2 separate regions of the Ovis aries genome follow, and region 1 is linked to region 2. The links are chromatin contacts, called in public Hi-C maps. All regions are on one chromosome and are shown on one strand. The core of a region is the stretch at or near the end of the contact, and the rest is flanking DNA. Distances in the headings are between cores, read along the strand shown. Region 1 holds the start of RAB8A (RAB8A, member RAS oncogene family). Region 2 holds the start of KLF2 (KLF transcription factor 2).

Region 1 (4,792 bases), core at 2,227-4,726, 200 kb before region 2:
AGTTAACCCAGGATATAGTGCTTGCCATAACAGAAGAAGAAGGGAGAAGTGATATGAAGGAAAGTAACTGAAGACTTAGTTTATCGGTTGGCAGGAACTTAAGAACATAAAGGAGAAGACCCCTGAGAGTCCCTTGGACTGCAGGGAGATCCAACCAGTCCATCCTCAAGATCAGTCCTGGGTGTTCTTTGGAAGGACTGATGCTGAAGCTGAAACTTCAGTACTTTGGCCAGCTGATGCAAAGAGCTGACTCATTTGAAAAGACTCTGATGCTGGGAGGGGTTGAGGGCAGGAGGAGAAGGGGACGACAGAGGATAAGATGGTTGGATGGCATCACCAACTCGATGGACATGGGTTTGGGTGGACTCCAGGAGTTGGTGATGGACAGGCAGGCCTGGCGTGCTGCGGTTCATGGGGTTGCAAAGAATCGGACATGACTGAGCGACTGAACTGAACTGAAAGAAGAAAAGGTCTGAGATGACTGCAGTTTCACTACCTGAATTGCTTTGATATTTGCTCTAAGATCTGATCTTGAGGAAGGAGAATAGGGAATCAAAAGGAGAAATGAAAGCCTTTAAGACATTAAGGCAAACAATTTTTTTGTCACCTAGTACAATCAAAAACAACAGTTCCGCTGACACTGAGCTTGTTAAGCTGGTAGACCGAATGAAGTATAATGCAGTCCTCTAAGTGCCCGACCACTGCTAGACTGAAGTTCCTCATCTCCCCCCTACCCCCTTGGGCTGTAATCTAATCTCAGTATACCATTTTAGTCATCCTGGTGCCTCAGCACTTAATACAACTAATGTTTGTTAAACTGACCTGTCTCAGCTCTTGGGGAGTACCCAATCCCATGAAGTGTGAGTGGACAGAAGGTGAGGTTAGGACCAGATTGTGAGGACTCTATCCTGCCGATAGACCATGGATGGATATGGGATAAATGTTTTAGACTAAGCACACTGAAGGGCAGAATCTGGATTAGACAATGATCGGGGAGACTAGTGGAGAGATGTGATCTGACAAGCAACAGAGATAGAAGGACAAGATTTAAGAGCCATTTAGAACCTCCAAAAACCAGGCTGTGAAGGATGAAAAAGTATCAAAGCAACTTAGGTCTCACTCAGAAGATAGCTCAAGCTAGTATGAGTAGAAGATGACAAGTTCAGTTGTGGATATGATGAGTTTGAGGTATCTTTAACAGATGCAAAGGCAGATACCCAAAAAGTAGTTGGGACATGGAGGGATGGCTCAGCTCTGGGCTAGAAAATCACCCAGCATGGAGATAATAGGAGCCAAGGAAGTGAATAAGATCACCCCGGAAGCAGGAACAGAGAGAGAACCATGAGGAACAGCAATATCTAAGAGACAAGCAAAAACACCCCCAAGGACTGCAATGGACTCTGAGAAGCAGCACCCAGAGAAGAGGCGGTGTGGGTAATAAAAAGAAACGGGGAAATAAAATGGGAACAGTACCAAGAAGAGGACCACCGGAGAATGTGGTCAACAGTAGCAAACAACACAGGCAGAAACCTGCGAAGTGGCCAATGGCTCCGGCTGAAGCTCTTCCTAACCATAGGAAGATTAGCAGAAAAATGTGCTGCAGCGGGTGGAAGAGGTAGGGGCCATCTTTTATAACTAACTTCCTTGGGCAAGTCTCTATGCATGATACCCCTAGAGCGACACCTAGCGGTGGCCATGCGAAGTGGTATGTGAGAGAGTGAAGTCGCTTAGTCGTGTCCGACTCTTTGCGCCCCCGTTGACTGTAGCCCGCCAGGCTCCTCTGTCCATGGGATTCTCCAGGCAAGAATACTGGAGTGGGTTGCCGTTTCCTTCTCCAGGGGATCTTCCCAACCCAAGGATCGAACCCGGGTCTCCTGCATTGCAGGCAGACGCTTCATCCTCTGAGCCGCCAGGGAAGCCCTGCAAGTGGTCGCCATGGCTCATCTCAACGATGCAGGAAAACATCGTGATCAAGACCGCAGCCTCCAGACTTCCCTGGCGACCCAGTGGTTAAGGATCTGCACTCCCACTGCAGAGGCATACCCGGTCAGGGATCCAAGGTCTACACACGCAACATGTACGTGTGTGTGTAAGTTGCTCAAGTCAGGTCGACTCTGTGCAAGCCCATGGACTGTAGCCCTCCAGGCTCCTCTGTCCACGGGGATTCTCCAGGCAAGAATACTGGAGTGGGTTGTTATTTCCTCCTCCAGGGGATCTTCCCCAGCCAGCGATCGAACTCAGGTCTCCCGCATTGCGGGCAGATTCTTTACCGTTTGAGCCACATGGTGCAGACCAAAAAAAAAAAAAAAAAGACCTCAACCTCTAAAGCTGGTTCTTTTGAGTTCAAAATCCGGCCTACCTGGTTCAGACCCTGGGAAAGTCACTTAACCTATTTGGCCTCGGTTTGGAGGCCAAACCAATACTGGAGTGGATTGCCGTTTCCTTCTCCAGGGGATCTTCCCAACCCAGGGATTGAACCCTGGTCTCCCGCATTGTAGACGGACGCTTTACCACCAGGGAAGTCGGGGTGGGGATAAAACACTGAAAATGCTGACAACACTGGCAGGCACAGAGCCAACGCCTGTTAAGTATTCCCTATAATTCACACTGCGCTAACTCCTTCAGAGGGGTCCGAAGCCCCCAGGTGCGCCTCAAAGAGCTGATTGGTTTGCCGCGGGCGAGGCTCCGGGTAAGACTTGGTTCTAAACAGGTTTGTGGGCCGGTCCTGAGGAGTCCTGCAGGCCTCAGGGCGCAGCTTGGTGAATGAGGTCTGGGTGTCTCTAGGTAGGTCCCCTGGCCAGCGCCGAGGTCCCTCAGCAGGTCTCCAGGGGACCTCGCTTCGACTATCACTGCGCCCCTGTTCTCCTTTGCTCTTTGGCTCCCCTGGAACGACGCCGACGTCTCCACACCGCACCATCACAGCCACGCTGCCTCCCAGCACTTGTCCGAGCACCAACTGAGGCTGCGCGGGTCTTGGAACGCGGGCGCCAGCGACCCCACGCGCGTGCGCCCTCTGCTGGCACCAACGGTCTTCCCGGCGCGCGTGCGCACAAGCTCCAGACCAGCCCCTGGTTTGAGGGCGCGCGAAGCCGTTGACCAAGCTCCCAGCTTATCCCCATCCCATCGTGGGGCGGGGTCGCCCCAGAGTCAAGGGAAGAAGGCGGGGACAGGGGATGCCACGCCTCCTCCCTGTCCGTATTTGAAGCTCCTTGACGTCTCACCACTGGCCAATCGCAGCCCGCCTTATCCTGAGCGCCGGCCAATGAGCGGCGTGTTTGGGTCGCTTCCGGCTCTGCGCCCAGTTCGCCCCTTCCCCACGTCTTCCCGAGGCGGGCGGGGGTGCGGGGGCTGGCGTCGGCCGCGGTGACGCGGGTCGGGCCAGGAGCCAATCGGGGGCGGGATCGGCGCTGATGGACGGGGCTAGCGGCCAGTGGAGAGGCGCTAGCAGCACTTCCCGTCGGGGAGAGAGTGTAATATGGCGAAGACCTACGATTACCTGTTCAAGCTGCTGCTGATCGGGGACTCGGGGGTGGGGAAGACCTGTGTCCTGTTCCGCTTCTCCGAGGACGCCTTCAACTCCACTTTCATCTCCACCATAGGTAGCGGGGCTGGGGAGCGGCCGGGGGCGCAAGAGGCCCGGGCCGGGCGCGCCCCTGAGGAGCTGGGGCTGAGGGAGCGGCCGGGCGGGATGGACCAGGGATCTCAGAGGATCTAAGGGAGGCAGAGGGTTAAAGAGCAGTCGCCTGCATCATCGTTTGGGGGTTCCCCGGACATGGGAGGGAGTGGGGACCAGGTGCCCATTTTGCAGATAGGAAGACTGAGGCCCCAACCCTCAGCCTGCTCAGGGAGTATATGTCCTGGTTGAGGTCTTGGCCCCCGTCGTCTTGTTCTGTCTTTGCAGCAGCCCTTGAAGCAGTTTTTGGTTTCCTCGTCTTACTAATTGGAAACAGGCATGGAGAATTTGTCCATGGGGAAAGGACAGCAACAAGTGACATCTGACCTTATTATGCATTTACTGTGTGCCAGGCGCTTTATGGTGCATTATCACACTTCCGAATGCTCTGTATTAGGTCCTGTTACTAGTTCATTTCACAAATGAGGAATTTGAGGCTCACAGAGCACACTAGACTTGCCTGTGGTCACACCGTCTACGGGTGGCAAAAATGGTATTTGTTCCCAGATACCTATGAAAATCCCATGGACGAAGGAGCCTGATAGGTTACAGTCCATGGGGTTGCACAGGACTGAGCGGCTTCACTTTCGCTTTATGTCTGAACCCAGAAATCAAGGCTCAACCATCCCAGAGAGATGGGAGCACTCACCCCCAGGACAAGCACAGCTGATCCATCTCAAAGCCAGGACTCCAACCCAGACATCTCTTCTTTCCTCTGGAATATTCAGGGGTTGCACCCCTCTCCCTGACCTGTTTCCCCCATGGATGAATTTCTTCTAGAAGGAATGGTGAGAGGGAGTCCAGAGACTTTCCCTGCCCGTGCCCAGCCTTCCATCCCACTCGAGGGTGACAGAAATGGCGATTGATAGCTGTCTGCTCTGGGACCTGTCATCTCGAGGCGGATGCCAGATAAAAGCTTCAGTGAGAAACCAAAATCAGCCGCTGCCACTGACAGCCCTGACTTCCCTATCGCTCGGCCCAGGACCCTGGTTGTCACTTTGCAGAACAGCCCTTGCCTGCGGGGCCAACCCACATTGTGGTGGAACAGAGTTGTTGCTTCTCAGTTCTGACATCCATGAAAGTGGAGCTGGCTTCTCCCCACCCCACAAAAATGATCGT
Region 2 (4,505 bases), core at 1,335-3,834:
CAAACATATCTAACGCAAGGTGTTAATAACAGGGGAAGCTGTAATGGGAGGCTATATGGGGACTCTTTGTACTTTCTGCTCATTTTTTCTGTAAACCTGACACTCCTCTATAAAAATAAAGTTCATTCGTTAAGGCAGGAGGGGGTGGGAGATGAGCCAGAGCCCAGCAAGAGGAAAGTGAGAGGACTGAAGGCTTGGTGGAAGGCACAGCGAGTACCAAAGCCTGGGGGGCAGGGGCAAGGTAACGTGCTTGGTGTGTTTAGAACCTGCAGGGAATCAAGAGTAGGGAAGGAACAGGGATGGGCTGGAGAGAGCTGTAGGACCTCTCTGAGGGGGAGGATGACCCAGGGGCCATTTGAGCCGAGGTCTGCAATTGCCTGAGAATCACACAACCTGGGAAACAAATTCGCTTCCCTTCGACTTCCGCTCATTATCGTTTGGGGAAACTGAGGCCCAGAGCATGTCAATGAACAAAGCAATCAGCCATTCAGGTAAGGCCACAGGATCTCATCAACACTTCCACCAAAGGAGAAGCATCTGCAGGACTCTTACAATATCCCTGTGAGGGTAAGGCATTATTATATTCTGTGAGCTCAGAGAGGCAAAGCTACTTGTTCGAGGTCACACAGGGAGTGGTCAGTGGCTGGCTGAGCCTCCACCATCACAGTGGCTGGCTGCAGGAAGCATGTTGGAGCTCAACTTGAAGTCATGAACTGTGATGGACTGAAAGCACCTCTGGGTGCCCCACAGCTGGCAAACAGGGCTTATCAACAAGTGTTTGCCTAATCCACAATCTGATGAATCATAATAGGATGGCACACCCCTGAGGCTCCTTCCAGCTGGGAGGATCCAGGACTGTGGACCCCAAAGAGGGTCTCTTGGCATCTGCGGGATGGCAAGGGGGTCCCCCTGCAGTGGCCCTGGCTTTGGGGGGGGGGGTCCAGACTCTATCCGTGACAAAGTCTCCGGACCCCAGGGAAGGTTTTCAGGTTAGGAGCTGCCTGCACCCCTCCCCGCCTGGCTGTGGGACACTACCTGATCATGGACACCTCCAAGCCTGAATGTGAGTGCTGGTATCAAGAGGCCAAGGCTGGATACCGGCTCCAGGTTACACCATGAGATACTCTCCCTTTGATAACCACTTGGCTCCCCTTCCCCCCACATCTTGACTCACACATCTCCTCTTGGGTGAGGTTCAAAATTCCACACATTCTCTCTCTCCCCGTCTCACACACACTCACGACCTATCTCCAGCCCCTGCTGCTGCTGCTGCTGCTGCTAAGTCGCTTCAGTCGTGTCCGACTCTGCGCGACCCCATAGACGGCAGCCTACCAGGCTCCTCCATCCCTGGGATTCTCCAGGCAAGAACGCTGGAGTGGGTTGCCATTTCCTTCTCCAATGCATGAAAGTGAAAAGTGAAAGTGAAGTCGCTCAGTCGTCTCAGACTCTTAGCGACCCCATGGACTGCAGCCCACCAGGCTCCTCTGTCCATGGGAGTTTCCAGGCAAGAGTACTGGAGTGGGGTGCCATTGCCTTCTCCGGCCCCTGCTTTCCCCTAAATAGCTGTTCATTTGACATCTCCTCCCCACCCCCCACCCCTCATTACAGTGAAAGCCTCGAAGGCAGGGATTTGTCTGCCTGTTGGCAAATGCGTTTCCAGTGCCCACAGAGAACAGCACGCAGTAACAGCAGAAGGGACAGTCCCTTCCTGGCAGGTCCTCAAGCATGGTGTGAGGCACCTAGGGGGCCGTGTTTAAGAGGCTCCCAGCGGAGGTTTGTTGCCACCGGCCCCGCTGTTCTGGGTCTATATTGTCAGATTCCTTGTCTTGAGTCTCTTCACTTACATGAGTCAGAAAAGGCACCAAGCCTGTGGACAGCTGTCAGACCTCAAGCCTCTCCCAGCACGTTCGGAATCTCAGTTTCCCCTCCCTGAAGGGCTTCCTTGAGACGGAGCCTCTCAAAAACTTAACACTTCTTGGTATCATCATGCGAGCAGAGTGGTGGACCTAGCAGTAGATCAGGGCTTGGTGGGTCCCAAGGAAATGAGTCGCTGAGTCTCTCCATCCATCATGAGTCCAGGGAACACCACCCTGAGCTCGCCGGACCCGTTACCCCCATCCATCAAGGATTTGGGGGACCCTTCTGTGACTGCGGGGCCCATCTCCCCATCCGTCAGGGATCCTGGTCCATTCACAGTCCCGGGTCCCCGACGCTATTCCCCGCTCCGGGTCCTCCCTGTCCTCACGCAGGCGGGAGCCCACGAAGGGACAGCGGGGATCCCTGAGCGTCACGCTGCTGTTGTGCGGCGTGTGTTGACGCCGTCGCCTGGGAGACGGGCGGGGGCGGGCCCGGGGGGGGGGCGCGGCCTGGCTGTTGGCGCTCGGGGCCGAGCCGGCCGTGCAGGGCCCTGGCGGCCTCAGTGGCCACGGCCGCCGCCGCCGCCCGCCGGCTTATATACCGCGGCTAAATTTAGGCTGCGCCCGGAGCTCGTCCCCATCCGGGACGCGTTTCCGCCGCCGCCGCCTTGGCCCGGCCCCCGCGCGCGCCGCGCCTATAAGGCTTGGGCGGGCCCGGCCGCGGCCCGCAGAGCCGTCCCCGCCCGCCCGCGCCCCGACCAGCCCGGCTTCGGGCAGCCTCTCACCGGTGTCCCGAGTCCGCGTCAGCCCCAGGTCCCAGCCATGGCGCTGAGCGAGCCCATCCTCCCGTCCTTCTCCACTTTCGCTAACCCGTGCCGGGAGCGCGGCCTGCAGGAGGTGAGGGCGGCAGGGACCGCGGGCGGCGGGGGCGGCTGGCTCAGGGTAGCAGAACGTGGGCTGCGGGGTAGGAGAACGCAGGCGGCAGGCACGGCGGGCTCAGGGTGATGGAAGGCGGGTAGCGGGCCGCGATCCCCACCCCACCGCGCGCTCACTCCCGCGCCTATCGCCCTGTCACCCGCAGCGCTGGCCGCGCACCGAGCCCGAGGCAGGCGGCACCGACGACGACCTCAACAACGTGTTGGACTTCATCCTGTCCATGGGGCTGGACGGCCTGGGAGCTGAGTCCGCCCCGGAGCCCCCGCCGCCCCCGCCGCCCCCGCCGCCCGCGTTCTACTACCCGGACCCCGGCGCGCCGCCTCCCTATGGCGCCCCCGCGGGCGGTTTGGTGTCCGAGCTGCTGCGGCCCGAACTGGACGTGCCACCGGGACCCGCGCTGCACGGTCGCTTTCTGCTGGCGCCGCCGGGCCGCCTAGTGAAGGCTGAGCCCCCCGAGGCGGACGGTGGCGGCGGCGGCTACGGCTGCCCGCCCGGCCTGGCCCGCGGACCACGGGGCCTCAAGCGCGAAGGCGCCCCGGGCCCGGCAGCCGCGTGCATGCGAGGCCCCGGGGGCCGGCCCCCGCCACCGGCCGACACGCCACCGCTCAGCCCTGATGGCCCCGCGCGCCTGCCTGCACCCGGCCCGCGCGCCCCCTTCCCGCCTCCCTTCGGCGGCCCGGGCTTCGGCGCGCCCGGGCCCGGCCTGCATTACGCGCCGTCCGCGCCCGCCGCCTTCGGTCTCTTTGACGACGCGGCCGCCGCCGCGGCGGCTCTGGGTTTGGCGCCACCCGCCGCCCGAGGTCTCCTCACGCCGCCTGCGTCTCCGCTGGAGCTGCTGGAGGCCAAGCCCAAGCGCGGCCGCCGGTCCTGGCCGCGGAAACGCACGGCCACGCACACCTGCAGCTACGCGGGCTGCGGCAAGACCTACACCAAGAGCTCGCACCTCAAGGCGCACCTGCGCACGCATACAGGTGGGCGCCGAGCACGGGCCGGGGACCACTGCGGGGGCGCGCTAGCGGAAGGGCGTGCTTAGGAACCCCCAGAGGGCGTAGCGCGAGGGTTGGGCAGGGGGCGAGGTCTTAGAAAGCCCCCTGGGGGCGTGGTTCGGGAACCGGGGGCGTGAGTGCGCCCCTAGGATCCTCCTGGGAGCGTGGCTCGGGACTTTGGGCAGGGGTGAGCACTTAGGAAACCTAGGGGGACCCTGTGTCTCGGACTGTTGCGGAGAGAGTGCAGGCTTAGGGGCCCCCTGGGGGCGTGGCTCTAGACACCGAGGAGCGTCCGGACAGGGTGCGCCTCGGACACCCGGGGAGTGAGGATCGCGAGACCGGGGAGTGAGGGATCCTGTGCCTAGGATGCCTACGGGTTCAAAAAGTAGCCGGGAGCACTTCGGAGAGCTGGTTAAGGGTAGGATGTGCGCACCCGAGTAGCCACTAAGCAGCGGGGTGAGTACCGGAGGAAAACTAAGACCCGCTCTCGCCCTCTCCCTGCAGGCGAGAAGCCCTACCACTGCAACTGGGAAGGCTGCGGCTGGAAGTTCGCGCGATCGGACGAGCTCACGCGCCACTACCGCAAGCACACGGGCCACCGGCCCTTCCAGTGCCACCTGTGCGACCGTGCCTTCTCGCGCTCCGACCACCTGGCGCTGCACATGAAGCGGCACATGTAGCCCGGACGCCCCCCACCCCCACCCGCGCGCGGCCGTGGCGGGTCCCA

Evidence for each region. A called contact is a pair of places that touch in the nucleus more often than the background predicts.
Region 1: a Hi-C map of blood shows a contact between it and region 2, with 3 times the contacts expected there. The contact joins the promoter of RAB8A here to the promoter of KLF2 in region 2. A contact is called at or near these places in 2 of 16 Hi-C or Micro-C datasets (blood and skin fibroblasts).

What each region holds. Positions count from the first base shown.
Region 1 is chr5:6,670,870-6,675,661 of ARS-UI_Ramb_v3.0, reverse strand. It overlaps RAB8A (RAB8A, member RAS oncogene family), which reads left to right and starts at 3,476. Exons shown (of 8, transcript NM_001161860.1): 1 at 3,476-3,599. The coding sequence starts at 3,476.
Region 2 is chr5:6,465,683-6,470,187 of ARS-UI_Ramb_v3.0, reverse strand. It overlaps KLF2 (KLF transcription factor 2), which reads left to right and starts at 2,584. Exons shown (of 3, transcript XM_015095770.4): 1 at 2,584-2,753; 2 at 2,938-3,763; 3 at 4,283-4,505. The coding sequence starts at 2,679. The coding sequence ends at 4,458.